2 separate regions of the Zea mays genome follow, and region 2 is linked to region 1. The links are chromatin contacts, called in public Hi-C maps. All regions are on one chromosome and are shown on one strand. Each heading gives the region's core, a stretch centred on a gene start, on an enhancer-like site or on the middle of the called end of the contact. The rest is flanking DNA. Distances are from core to core; before and after follow the strand shown.

Region 1 (7,106 bases), core at 1,882-4,381:
GCTCTCGGGAAGTGATTAGCGGCGTACGGCTATAATTCACCGGACTGTCCGGTATGCACCGGACTGTCCGGTAAGCCAACGGTCGGCCGGGCCAACGGTCGGCCGCGCGATCCGCGTGTGACACGTGGCCGAGCCAACGGTCGGAAGGGGGCACCGGACTGACCGGTGTGCACCGAACAGTGTCCGGTGCGCCAACGGCTCCAAAGCGCCAACGGTCGGCTTCGCCAAAGAAGGAAAAAAATCCGCACCGGACAGTGTCCGGTGGTGCACCGGACTGTCCGGTGCGCCAGGCGACAGAAGGCAAGAATTGCCTTCCTGGAATGCTCTCAACGGCTCCTAGCTACCTTGGGGCTATAAAAGGGACCCCTAGGCGCATGGAGGAGTACACCAAGCATTCTCTAAGCATTCCTAAGCACCAAGACTTCGATTCCGCGCATTTGATTCTTTGTGATAGCAACTAGAGCTTCATTTGAGTTGTGAACTCGTCGGGTTGTGTTGTGAGCTCTTGTTGCGACTTGTGTGCATGTTGATACTCTGATTTCGTGTCTTGTGTGCGTTGCTCATCCCTCCCTTACTCCGTGCTTCTTTGTGAACATCAAAGTGTAAGGGCGAGAGGCTCCAAGTTGTGGAGATTCCTCGCAAACGAGATATAGTAAAGCAAAGTAAAACAACGTGGTATTCAAGTGGGTCTTTGGACCGCTTGAGATGGGTTGATTGCAACCCTCGTCCGTTGGGACGCCACAACGTGGACTAGGCAAATGTTGAACTTGGCCGAACCACGGGATAAACCACTGTGTCTATCTGTGATTGATCTTCTTGTGGTTATCGTGTCTTGCAAAGACTCTTCTCTTGTCACGTGGCATTCTTGTGCTAACTCCTAATCAAGTTTTGTGGTATTAAGTTTCAAGTTTTACAGGATCACCTATTCACCCCTCCCCCCCTCTAGGTGCTCTCACAAAGGTTAGATGATGAGATCACTAAAAATAGCACCTCCTTGCACACAAGGCAAACACTTTAGCCGAGCTAATCATTTAACCTTGAGTTGCTTGCTTCTGAAACATCTTACAATTTGACATGCTTCACTGTTCGTGCATGCAGAGAACAAGGAACCAATAGAATTTGGCGGCAAACCAAGTGCTGCTTACTGGATAATTAAAGACATTCTTTCCCACTAAAACATAATCAGGTAGTCAGAGAAATAATGAAGTCATACCATATATTGCTCCCAGTGTAGCAATCCAATCTGATAATCTTAGAAAGTGATAGCTGTAAAGCAGAAAACGATGTGTGACCGATCTATCTGTTCACATGCCAAATTGAGAACGGGACGAGTGGGGTCACGTCAGGAATCAGGTTGGTAATACGTTGAGTAGGTGGCGAGTGGGAGAGTTTTCGAAGCATCAACGGTGGAAACATGGCAAGGGTTGGGCGGTGTACGGTGTACCTCCATGGCGTGTTTCAAGCGACTGTACTTCCGAAGCTCCCTGACGACGTGATTGAGCTGATAGTTCTGCACTGTGCGGCCCTCCTTCGCCCATCGCCGCAGCACCACCACCACACTACGCTTCGGGTAGATGAGCTTCAGCATGCGCTGCCCTGGTGTGTCCCCACTCCTCGTAGTGCCGCCCGCGTGACCGCCTCGGGCAGAGGAACTTGGCGATGCAGGTGTAACCGGTGGTATGTGGAGGGCTTGTCGAGGACGGCGTGGGCGGAGATGACGTGGGCGGTGAGGGTATGGCCGTGCATCTAGGGGCGCGGTTGGTCCACGGTGGTGAAGCACCGTCATTGGGGCTCGTGCTAGGGGCGGGCCGTAGCGGACGGTGCCAGGGGCGGGGCGTTGACCGAAGTGCAGCATGCCACGGTGGTGGCGACCCCCGCCACGAGCTCCCCTTCCAAGTGCGACGCCGACTCCTCGCCCTTGGTAGCGTCCCCCGCATTGTTGGAGATAAGTATGAGCTCCGCCCCCACCAGAGGTGGCCGCTCCCGCCCCCTCGTCCGCGCCCTCCTCACGTTCAAGGACCCTAGGTCCCTAGACGGAGGGGGAAGGGGCATGTTGCACGGGGAACCGGCGACCGACAACCCAGATGTTCTCATAGCAGCGGCGGGCGGATGGGTGGCACCATAGCTACTTCGGGCGACATTTGCTTCGGATGGGCGGCGACAGTGGTAAGAAACCCTAGACGGCGCTCGCAATGACCTCAGCTACCCGATCCTGTCTGCTTTGCGAAGTGATTTGAGCCGTAGCGAGCGGTCCGCCATCGGACCTGTCCCGACATGCGAACGCGGTGGGGTTGCGGATGCAGATGGGCGCGCCCCAACATGCGCGGAGCATGCTTGGCGCAGCATGCGGGGGAGGCAGAAGAGGCGGAACGGAGGCAGAAGAGGCGGAACGGATGGGGATCGCAGGCGCAGTGGATGGGGCTTTTGGCTTCACGAGGCGGATCAGGGCGTGTGGTGGTGGGCGAATCGAATGGTTGAGATTGCCGAACGATATATCGGACGGTTGAGATTGTATAATGGCAGAACGACAGGCTACCCTTGCCGTCTTAATAAGTAGTAGAGATAATGTCAACTGTGGGAATTCTTATAGTAGCACACTATAAAACTGTATATCCGTTTATGTTTATGTTGTCGATACTGTGGCAATTGAAGAAATTGAGGATTGTCAAATTGATTTGGTAGGAAATAATGACTGTCTACAATAGAGTTTGAAGATTAGAGGATGTTGAACTATAGATGACATTATTTATAGAGAAAAGTTTGAAGAGAATTTTGTACTGTGGAGATAGCCTAACTGTCATACGGCGTACATCCCAGCAGGGCAGCACTAGAGACGATCTAATCTGTTTGGTTGTGGGACAGCCAGGACAGGGACATCCCCTGTCGTCCTCTCCTGTCCCTCTAATTTTAAGGGACAACAGAGGACAACACTGGATAGTCCTGTCCCAATCCTTGTCCCAGAACCAAACAATCTAATTTTAGGGATCGTCCCATCCTATCCCGTCCTGTCATTGCAACCAAACGCAAAAAACGGTGACAAAAATCTTGAAAAAAGCAACGTTGTGATTTGTGGAATGACGTGGCTCTGTGATGTACACTGTATAATAAAGGGGCCACCCATCAGGAGAGACAAGCAAATTTCCCAAACGCAAAACCGCATCCTCTCATCAGCTTCCTTCCACATTCGTCTCGAGATCTCGCCCCGTCGCCATGGACGCGATCGACAGCGTGGTGGATCCCCTCCGCGACTTCGCCAAGGACAGCGTCCGCCTCGTCAAGCGCTGCCACAAGCCCGACCGCAAGGGTACCTGCCAGGATCCCTCCTTCCGCCGCGCCCTGTTCGTATCCGAGTTGTTTTGGTTCGACCACCGTCAGATCTGACGGTGTTTCTCTGGGATCTGTGCTTGCAGAGTTCACCAAGGTGGCGGCGCGGACGGCGATCGGGTTCGTCGTCATGGGCTTCGTCGGCTTCTTCGTTAAGCTCATCTTCATCCCCATCAACAACATCATCGTCGGTTCCGGCTAGGTTCGTGTCTACTATTCCATTATTATCTACCCAAATCCGTTAGATTTTCTTGTTTCGATGTCGTTGTTTGCGGATCTGCGGTGCGCGGTTCTGTTTGTGTGTGCACGCTTTTGAGGGGTGAAATTAGGTGGTGCGGAGACCGTGGGGCTGGTAACATCTCGGCCGATCTGAGTATGCTTGTTCACTATGGCTGTGAATTTTGTTTTCGTGGCCTATCATTCTCGATTAGGTGGAAACTGGGTTACTGGATTTTACCTCCATGATCTTTGGATAGAGTCAGATATACTTGTAGCAAGAGAAATTTTAGCAGTATACTTATCAGAATAAAAATTCTAGCAGGTGATTACTGCAGTTTCATCTGTTCACATTTGCAGTAGCAGTAGCGGATTATGTAAGTCGTTGGTCCCAACTGGTTGTGACTTGTGAACCCAGTTTTGAATCCCAGCCTCAAGTCAGTATCAGTTTATAACTCATCAGAGTTATTTATGTAGGTTTAGTACAAGTTGCAAAGTTGTTCCTTTTGTCTGAGTTGCTGAGGAGAGTTGGACTCTATCATTCCTCACTACTCTACATATGGGACCTATTATGCTAAAACACGTTGTCGAATTTCCAACTCAAATACTACCAAGGCAAACATAATTGTACATTGTATAGTACCGGCCCTTGATTTATTTTGTTATTGGAACACATTTTTTGCAACCTTCCTAACTGCAAACATGATGGTTCAAGCTATGCGAATGGCGGATTCCCTCTCATGGTTATTAAAGCGGTAGAACGTTAAGAACCAACTTTTCAACGTTTAAATGTTTAAATGAACGTTGAAACGTCTTTTCAGACTAACATAAAACATGATATACTCTTTTAACCTCTTTTCCGGAAGGTAGATGAGACACATATACAAGTTTCAATGGGAATATTCAAACAGGTAAAAGAAGAAACAAAAAGAAAACCATGTGTGGCTTCTTCAGAAGGAACCCAGTAAAAACAGTGTGCTTGAAGCAATAGCACGCAGACACACCTCAACATTATATTTGAGCATCAGACCAAAATCACTACAGCAGAAACTGCAGCTTCATGGTTGCAATCAAGGGCACGGCACAAACTTTTAATCTAAATGAAAAAAGATATGAAGAATCTTATAACCAAAAAAAACCTACCAGTTAGCAACCCAATGAGCCTATGCACAAAACCGAAGGCGCCCTTCAGAAGCCGGATAAACAGTAGTGCACCTCAAGCTCATCCCATGGAGACTTTAGCACCACCACTCAAGCCCAAATCGTTGTGCATGCACAGCTCAGAAAGACAAGCGAGCAGGATGGACGATTCTACTGTAGCATGATTAAAAACAGCATCAGCACTTCAGCTTCAGCAGCATTCGTCAATATTGCATATGCATGGTGGCTGGCGCACTGGCTGGCTGCGCAGTGCACTGTGTTTTGGATACGAACAGCAGCAGAATGTGAATACGAACAGCAGCAGAATACGAACAGCGGTTGGACCTGCCGACCCGGGCGGTTGCGCACTGGCGGCTCTCTGGAGCAGGCGCACTGCGCACTGGGCGGTTGCGCCTGGACTGTGCACTGGCGGCGGCTGTAGGTGGAGGGAGGACCGGAGGAGGGAGGAGGGGGGCGGCGGCGTACCTGGAGGGCGGAGGACGGCCGACGGCGGCAGCGTCTGTCTCTGGCGGCTCCGCGGCTGTGCGTCTGGCAGTTTGGCGGCTGGAGCAAGCTTGCTGGTTAAAGGCCCATTAAGGCCCAACAACTTATAGACGCACATAACGTCCGTAGAACGGGTAAAACGTCCAGAACGCGCGTTCCGACGTTTAAACGTCGCTTAAACGTCCAAAACGGACGTTCTACGCAGTTTTTTTAAAACGTACGGACGCTTTAACTCCTAATCACGTTTTAGCGCTTAAACGACGCTTAATCGTCGTTTAAACGACGCTTTAATAACCATGTTCCCTCTAAATCTAGTCGTGACAATCTCCCCCAGCCCCCAATAAGGATTTTTTCAACAAAACCTATTGATGATCAATTATGGATGGATGCTTATAACGTGGATTTATTTTTGCATAAGGGAGCTGAGTAGTTGACAGTTCATCTCTTTGATAAAGTTTTATTTTGCCAGCTTCTGTTTTGAGGAATGGTTAAGGCTTTCGAGTAGCACCTCTAGGTCTCAGGTTCGATCCGCCTCGGTGCGAATTTCGGGCTTGGTTAAAAAATCCTCTTGCTGTGCCCGGCCCGCTCCCGTGTTACGTCCTGCGCGCCACCATATGGCTGGACCATTGTAGAGTGGACGGTGACGGCCCTCTAGTGATGGGGGACAGGGTTCGGGGATTTTCTCGGCCGGGACCATGTTTCGATCTCTTCTTAATATAATACCGGGAGGACGGTCTTTCCCTGCCCGACCGAGTTTTTTGTTTTGAGGAATTATGATTAAGTGAAAACATCACCGTTTGAGGGACAAGTTGGCTTCCTAACTATTTCTATTAGGGAATCACATGTCCAACTCTTGCTGTATCGCTAAATTTTGAATTTATTGGAAAATCTGATTCAAATTTGAAACACTGATTCCCCGACTATATCGTAGCATGATTGATGGATTTGTAGACATGATCACTCTTGCTACCGACTACGGAGTAAAAAAAAGGGTATATGTTGTGTTACCGATGGCATTACAATAGAATGTTTCAAGCATTTCCATTTCAGGTCACTTGTAAATAGAAGCAATGCACAATTCGAGTAGCTAAGTAATAATTTCCTGTTCTCATGCGAGTACAATGAGTGTGCTAATGACTTCTCCTGTGGTTTGTGCAGGCTTACAGGAGTACAGGGCGACTAGCATGGGAGTAGTGCAATACTTTTGGGAGCAATAGATAACGAGGATCCTGGTCTTTCGAATAGTATTGTTAATGAAATTTTTCGTTCGGTTGTGTTTCTGATGTAATCGTTGTACTGAGTAGACCTTCTGGATACCGGATTCTGAGTAGACCTTTGAATCCTTGATGGATCAGCCAATCTCGGAAAGGAAGTTTCGTATTTTGTTGTTCCGTTAAGCTGTTTGCTGTTTGCTCTCATGGTGATGGTAAGCCTGATTTAGGTGTCGTTCGGTTGCTAGGGATTGAAGTAGTTAAATTCCTCTAGTCAAAATTATATAGAAGAGAATTTAATCTCTATCAATCCACTTCAATCCAAATGTAACTCAACAAGGTCTCTCTCAATCCACTTCGTAGAGTGGAGTTTGAAACGAGAATGATGAGAATGAGTAAGATATTGGAGATAGCTTTAGTGGTTTAGTATATTTGCGGGCAGCATTCGGAATTTGAGCTGGGATTCCATGGTTGTTTTCTATGTTGAGTGTTAATTTTTTATGTTTTGTAAGTTGGGTAGTATTTTCTTCGTCCATAAATGTTTGTCGCTATGGTATTCGTTTGGTAGTATTCACTTCATCCACAAATGTTTGTCGCTATGGTATTCGTATCGGTCAAACTTTATTAAATAGGACTAGCTTTATAAGATATATTAGCAAGATTTGTATCTTCCAATAATTTTACTATAAAAACGTATTTAAAGATCTGTCT
Region 2 (7,106 bases), core at 3,230-5,729, 420 kb after region 1:
ACATCGCCAAGACGGCGTTCCGCACCCATCATGGCCACTATGAGTTCCTGGTCATGCCGTTCGGCCTCTCGAACGCGCCTGCTACTTTCCAGTCCCTGATGAACGACGTACTCCGCCCATATCTTCGGAAGTTTGTGCTTGTCTTCTTCGACGATATCCTGATCTACAGTGCATCATGGGCGGAGCACCTCCAGCATGTGGGCATCGTCCTCGAGACATTGCAGGCACACCACCTCCACCTGAAGCGCTCCAAGTGTTCCTTCGGCGCCACATCAGTGGCCTATCTGGGCCATGTCATCTCCGAGGGCGGGGTCGCCATGGACGCCGACAAGGTCGCGGCAGTGGCCTCCTGGCCGCCCCCGCGGTCTGCACGAGGCCTCCGGGGCTTCTTGGGACTAGCAGGGTACTACCGGAAGTTCATCAAAGACTTCGGCCTCATCGCAGCCCCGCTGACACGTCTCTTGCGACGAGACGCGTTTGCCTGGGACGATGACGCGACAACAGCCTTCCACGCCCTAAAGCACGCCCTAACGACGGGTCCAGTGCTCCAGATGCCGGACTTCGCCAAGCTCTTCGTCGTCGACTGTGACGCGTCAGGTGCAGGGTTCGGTGCTGTCCTTCATCAGGGCGCGAAACCTCTCGCCTACTTCAGCAAGCCATTTGCAGCCCGCCACCTTAAGTTGGCGGCCTACGAGAGGGAGCTCATCGGCCTCGTGCAGGCCGTCCGTCACTGGCGCCCATACTTGTGGGGGCGCCACTTTTCTGTTCGGACTGACCACTACAGTCTCAAATTCTTGCTGGATCAGCGCTTGTCCACAGTTCCTCAGCATCAGTGGACCAGCAAGTTGTTCGGTTTCGATTTCTCGGTGGAATACAGGCCGGGGCGCCTGAACACCGTGGCCGACGCCCTGTCCCGCCGTGACTCGGAGGCTGCCGTGGAGGACACGGCTATGGCAACACTGGCCATCTCGGGCCCGACATTCTCCCTGTTGGACGACATCAGGCGGGCGCTGGCAGCTGCACCTGACGGGCAGCACCTCCTCCAGCAGCTGCGGGACGGCGTATTGGCTGTGCCATGGCGCCTCGTCGACGGGCTGCTCCTGCACGGCACACGCATCTTCGTGCCGAACTACGACGACCTGCGCCACCAGGTGCTGACACTGGCGCACTCGGCAGGTCATGAGGGCATCCAGAAAACCCTCCATCGACTACGGGCAGACTTCTACATGCCACATGATCGCGCGCTCGTCCAGGACTGGGTGCGCACCTGCACCACGTGCCAGCAAAACAAGACACTGGCGCAGCAGCCGGGCGGCCTCCTGCAACCCCTTGAGGTGCCGTCCCAGGTGTGGGCCGACATCTCCATGGACTTCATTGAGGGGCTGCCCAAGGTGGCAGGCAAGTCCGTCATCCTCACGGTGGTGGATCGCTTCTCCAAATACGCCCACTTCATCGCCCTCGGCCACCCCTACACCGCGTCGTCCGTAGCACGGGCATTCTTCGACGGCATCGTACGACTGCACGGGTTCCCGTTGTCTATTGTCAGTGACCGGGACCCCGTCTTCACCGGGCACGTGTGGCGCGACCTCTTCAGGATGGCGGGGGTGACACTAAAGATGAGCACCGCCTTCCACCCACAGACGGATGGACAATCGGAGGTGGTCAACAAAATTATTGCGATGTATCTTCGGTGTGTCACCGGCGATCGACCGCGGGCATGGGTGGATTGGCTGTCCTGGGCGGAGTATTGCTATAATACCTCCTACCACACAGCATTGCGTGCCACTCCCTTCGAGGTGGTCTATGGCAGATCCCCACCGTCCATGCTACCTTACACGCCAGGGACGGCACGTACTGAGGCCGCAGACGACATGCTACGCTCCAGAGATGAGATGCTGGCCGAGGTGCGCCAGCGCCTTTTGCAGGCCCAGCAGCTCGCCAAGAAGTATTACGATGTCGGGCATCGGGAGGTCCAGTTCCAGGTGGGCGACTGGGTGTGGCTACGCCTGCTACACCGCACCTTTCAGTCCCTCCATCCGCGCGCGAAGGGAAAGCTGGGACCTCGCTACGCAGGCCCTTTCCGTGTCCAGGAAAGGATTGGGTCGGTAGCCTACCGCCTGCAGTTGCCAGATGGTGCTCGCATCCATGATGTCTTCCACGTCAGCCTGCTGAAGCCGCATCGTGGGGATCCTCCTGCAACTCCGGGGACGCTTGACCCAGTGATGGATGGTCGGCTGCTTCCTGTGCCGGCCAAGGTGCTTCGCGCTCAACTTAGGAGGGGCGTGTGGCAGGTTCTCGTACAGTGGCGTGGACTGGCTGAAGATGACGCCACATGGGAAAAGCTTGAAGAGTTCCGTGCTGCTTACCCCAACTTACAGCTCGAGGACGAGCTGTTTGAGAAGGCGGGGAGAGATGTTATGTATGGCCAAGCCTATGTTAGGCGCAATAGGGCCAAGGCTGCCCAGGTGGGGCCCAAGGCCCAATAGCTAATAGATAAGCTCTATCTAGTTAGTTATACTTATCCAAAGTTAGTAGATAAAGATCAGCTCTATCTAGATAGTTATACTTATCCAAAGTTAGTAGATAGACTTGAGATAGCTCTATATATAGATCTGTAAACTCTGGAATAAAGGCAAGCAGAATTCCAATCTATTCTGGCTTCCCAGAGGGAGCCAGAGTCTCCTGTGATCTTCTCCCTGCGCGCAACCCAGCCAGGATCACGACGGCGCCCCAACGCCGCCACCCTGGTCCCACCAAATCCCCTCCCTACAATCTACGCAATCTGCCCGGTAGAATCCGTAGTTCTACCACATATAGTCCATGAGAAGGCACACTAACCAATATGTTGAATCATTTGCCACTCTTTGCTTCTCATATCTCTTCACCTGCACCATAAAGTACACTTAACATATTGTATTAGGCAAAGCTAACGGGCTCTCCGGGCAATGAGAAACTCTTTACCTCTTCGCAAATATAACGCGGCGAAAGGCTGCCAGAAGCAAGCCAAGGAGAGAACTTTGTGGAGTAGTCTGGACCTAACATGCCGTTCCTGGTCACCTTGTAATCTTTCAGCTGATCCTTCTTCCAGAAGTACTCATGTACCCTACCAAGAGCTGCGCTCTCTCCTCCTATGAAATGCATTCCTTTCTCAGACTGCAGAGAGAAGAAACGGTAGAGATTAAACCTAGAACAGGTGAATCACCTGACTAAAGCACAACTAGCTACAAGCCTACAGCTAAACCTGCCTTCGTAACACTGGGGCCTAGTGACTCCAGTGTTGGTACTGTCCCCCATCCTCCAATCTCATCTATGCTGGAACTAGGGGGTGGACCGAGCGACGTTGGCAACTTGGCGCAGTTCCTAACTGAGCACTTCGATTCAACTGCCTGGCAAGAAGCACGGCTTCATCATTTAACCATTACGCCTGCAAAAAAGGCCTAGAATTTGCAAAGAAAATCGCAACCTTTCTGAACTGTGTGTACACGTCTGGCAAGCTGCTAACTGGGAACGGGAGGTCATCGATGTGGTACATTGTTGCTCCCCAGATGAGCTGCAACCTGGGGTTCAGAGGCCTCTTCGGGACAGATGCTCCTCCTTGAGCAATCTGGACTTGTTCCAAGCCTTTGCTCACTAGGCGTTCGACGAGGAGCTCTTCGCTACAGGTTTCCTTATGAGCGTATATCTGGAGACACATCGCTTACTGACTTAACCTTTGGTGCCTGTCATGAGTTTAGTACCTAAAGATCCAGAATTCAACTATGCTAACATTGGTTGAGAGATAAATATGAGGGTGCAGAAGGGGAACCTACTGTGTGTGCACTGACGGCCTTTGCAATTGAAGGAAGGATCTCTTCAGGCTTGCCATGCCGGACTAGCAAATCGAGGCCCTTTTTCCTCAGGCTCTGCTTCAGGTCTCCTAAACACTCTATCAAGAACTGCGCCCTCAATGCTGAACAGGTGATTAAGTTTCACCAAACACAAACAAATACACGTAAATCACCAATATTTTCTAATCAGGCTATGCTTGCTTGCAGTTGGCTCTACGACGACAACAGATCAGCATTACCCCTGACCTACTCAAATCCCAGAAGCAGCAGCAACGAGCAAAATGCAGAATCGCTAGGTCCTCACCTCCCTTCTTGGGGAACCCAAAGTAATGCGTGCTCCCCGCAAAGACCCGCGGATCGACACAGTACACCGGCAGGACCGCCTCGGAAGCCGCCCATGCTCGCAGAAGCGCCTCGTTATCGATAACTCGGAGGTCGTTCCTGAACCACACGACGGCCACCCCGACGCCGCCTCTCCTCAATAAGCTCGGCGACGTGTACCTCCGGAAGGCTTCATCTGCCACTGCGCAGGCCTCGTCGGCGCCGAGGGAAGGCACCGACACCGCCGCACCGCGCACCGAACGGGACGAGGAGCTCGAGGGGGAGGCGCTCATGGTGAGGAAGCGAAGATTGGAGGGTGGGCTCGGGAGGAGGAGGAATCGGGGACGGAGAGGGGAAGAGGAGATGTAGTGGAGCATTTCTTGATTGGACTGGTAGTGGTAGTTGGGAGTTTTGAGAAGTGAGGGGGTGGTTTGGAAAGTTGGAACCGGAAGGTGGAGGGAAGAGCGGAGAATGGTGCCGCGTGTCCGGGTTCTACTGGTGCTACGTGGCTTGATGTGGGCCTACTGAAATAGGTTGTGGATATTGTAGGCCTGGGTCGAATTAAGACGGATGGGTCCATCGTCCACATGTCAGTGTCTCATCTGGGAGATGGAAAATGTACTACTCCATCCATTTAAATTAAAATTCGTTTTAGATATCATCTCTATCCTAAATTAAAATTTGTTTTAGATAATTAATAGATTCATAATAACATTATATATGAGTTATATATATATTTCTAGATTTATTATCTATTTAAATATAGACGTAACAATCAAGAACTAAAATAAACTGAGGTAATATATTATCTCCTAAAAAAATATAAATATTATGTTTTGTGATTCTGTATTAGCTGCGGCTGAAATGCGCTTACTTCGCTCAAATAACTTTTTGCTATGGTTCACCAAAACGACCGTAGACAGTTGATTTAGAAGTTAATTATCACATGTTACCTAACAGAAGTTAATAATAAAAAAAGTAAGAAATATTTTCCTATTAAACATATCTAACATACATATGTATACGCTCTATTTTAAATTAAGTGCATAGCAAAATCTAATACATAAAAAAATCAAAATAACTTTGTTAAAAAAACAAGATGACTTATAATTTAAAACAGATAGATCATCATTCACGTGTCAGTGTCTCATATTGGAGATGAAAAATGTACTCTACTAGTATATCTCCTCTAGCAGCAGCTCAAATACGCTTACTTTGCTGAAAATTGATCACAGTGAAATTTAAGAAATGCTAACACCTAATTCAGTAGAACGCATGATAAAAGATTTAATAGTGACAAAATTAAGACTGCATTTGTGATACATCTGTTGTAATCTCTGTGTCTACAAAGAATGGATCATATCATGACAGTATAACACTCTGACAAAAACTGTTCTCCAAGAATAAAGAACTAATGAGTTGGGAGTTGGGTGGAAGACTATGGAGACATACATTGAACACGATAAATTACTATGAGGGCAGTGCCATTCTATAAACATCGCTGTGGCCGTTTTACCCATGACTCAGCTCCAAGCCATCACAGCTGTTGCAGTTGTACCGGTATCTTCAGGCCCAGATCCTAATAAGTACGGACTTCACAATTTACATATAAACAGGAAGAGAAAAAAGCTTGTCGGATTTGACAGCACAAGGCAAAGAATCCGGTAGGACTCAAACAGATGTGTAACTGGTAAATTGCTTCAGTAGGTTGTCAAGTGCTTCAGGATTAAACTTCCTAGCGAAAAGATAGCACGGTCTCTTTGATCCATTCCACAAACACGGCTTCTGCATCACAAGTTTCTGCAATGGGGGAAAAACAGCACACCAGCATTCAATGGTTGTTGAGACGCGTGGAAACTGGAAATTTCAGTGCTTGATGGATGCAGGATACAATTCAGCAGTTTTTTTATAAGCAATGATGAAGTTCATGACCAATTTATTTAGTGTTTTTCAAGAGTCAATAATGACGACAGGTCTTTGTGCTTACCTTGTCATCACTTGTTACATGGAAGTTCTCATCAACTGCCTGTACGCTCATGCACATCAGCGTATGCACATAACAATCATATGATAGATAAGGAAAAATTAAGTATCCATGAAACATACTGTAATGTTCTTCAAGAGATCATAGGTGACATCATCAGCGCTATATGACCTTGGATGCCATTTTCCCTCAGACCAATCCACATGTGTAACAGACCAATTAGAGATCCCACCAGGATCTACCATCTGAAGCCAAGGACATGAATTAAGCAAGCACCCAGCTAAATAAAGGCTAAATGTCACTTCAATAGATAGTGAATACCGACATTGAACAGGGTTGGCAAATAATGCTCATCTGCAATACAGTTGCGCCCTTCTGCTGGCTGTAGATCACGGGAGAAAGATAATTCCCTTAACAACAAATGAGCTTACTAGAAAAACATAAGTGAAAACTGGAAAAGTGAAAAATCATGGCCATCGGTTCAGACTTGAGAAGCGCTGACTTGAATGTATGGGCCCCTCTTTAGCTTCACATATTTATCGATGACCCAGTATGTATTCAACTATTTCTTCGGTTCTTCAAACTTAGATTCTGAGGCGTTGTTATTGTATGGACTATGGAGTGGTTGAGGTCCATTTCACATTTTGAATTGTGTTTTTTATGTTACTATCATAGCCAAGCAAGGTTTTAGAGGTCTTATCAAATTTCTCCACTGAAGCTTTTTTTAGCATAACTGCACTGAAGTTCCACTACAACAAGACTATACTACAGCAAACGAAGTAACAAACATCTAAACAAATATTTGAGCAAACGAAGTAACAAACATCTAAACAAATATTTGAGCAAACATCTAAATTAAGTCATTGCTGTATTCTATGCATGTTCCCTGTTAAGATACTTGGTATCTAGTTTTGTTCTATTATTAACTAAAGATAATAATTCCGCAGCATACCTTGCAGTATAGCTTGAACTTC

Evidence for each region. Hi-C and Micro-C count contacts between places; a contact is called where the count stands out from the background.
Region 2: a contact with region 1 is called in a Hi-C map of endosperm, with 2.5 times the contacts expected there. The contact joins the promoter of LOC100280309 here to the promoter of LOC100282298 in region 1. A contact is called at or near these places in 2 of 25 Hi-C or Micro-C datasets (ear and endosperm).

What each region holds. Positions count from the first base shown.
Region 1 is chr9:113,172,727-113,179,832 of Zm-B73-REFERENCE-NAM-5.0, forward strand. It overlaps LOC100282298 (protein transport protein SEC61 gamma subunit), which reads left to right and starts at 3,132. Exons shown (of 3, transcript NM_001291547.1): 1 at 3,132-3,304; 2 at 3,411-3,526; 3 at 6,343-6,567. The coding sequence starts at 3,211. The coding sequence ends at 3,526. LOC109942238 (a long non-coding RNA gene) reads right to left here and starts at 5,674. Exons shown (of 2, transcript XR_002264925.2): 1 at 5,167-5,674; 2 at 4,525-4,854. It also overlaps the pseudogene LOC103638870.
Region 2 is chr9:113,593,096-113,600,201 of Zm-B73-REFERENCE-NAM-5.0, forward strand. LOC100280309 reads right to left here and starts at 4,480. Exons shown (of 12, transcript NM_001153235.1): 1 at 4,132-4,480; 2 at 3,810-3,949; 3 at 3,464-3,682; 4 at 3,246-3,386; 5 at 2,962-3,153; 6 at 2,839-2,885. The coding sequence starts at 4,441. LOC100275724 reads right to left here. Exons shown (of 11, transcript NM_001371724.1): 7 at 7,085-7,106; 8 at 6,458-6,514; 9 at 6,255-6,377; 10 at 6,136-6,174; 11 at 5,440-5,948. The coding sequence ends at 5,820.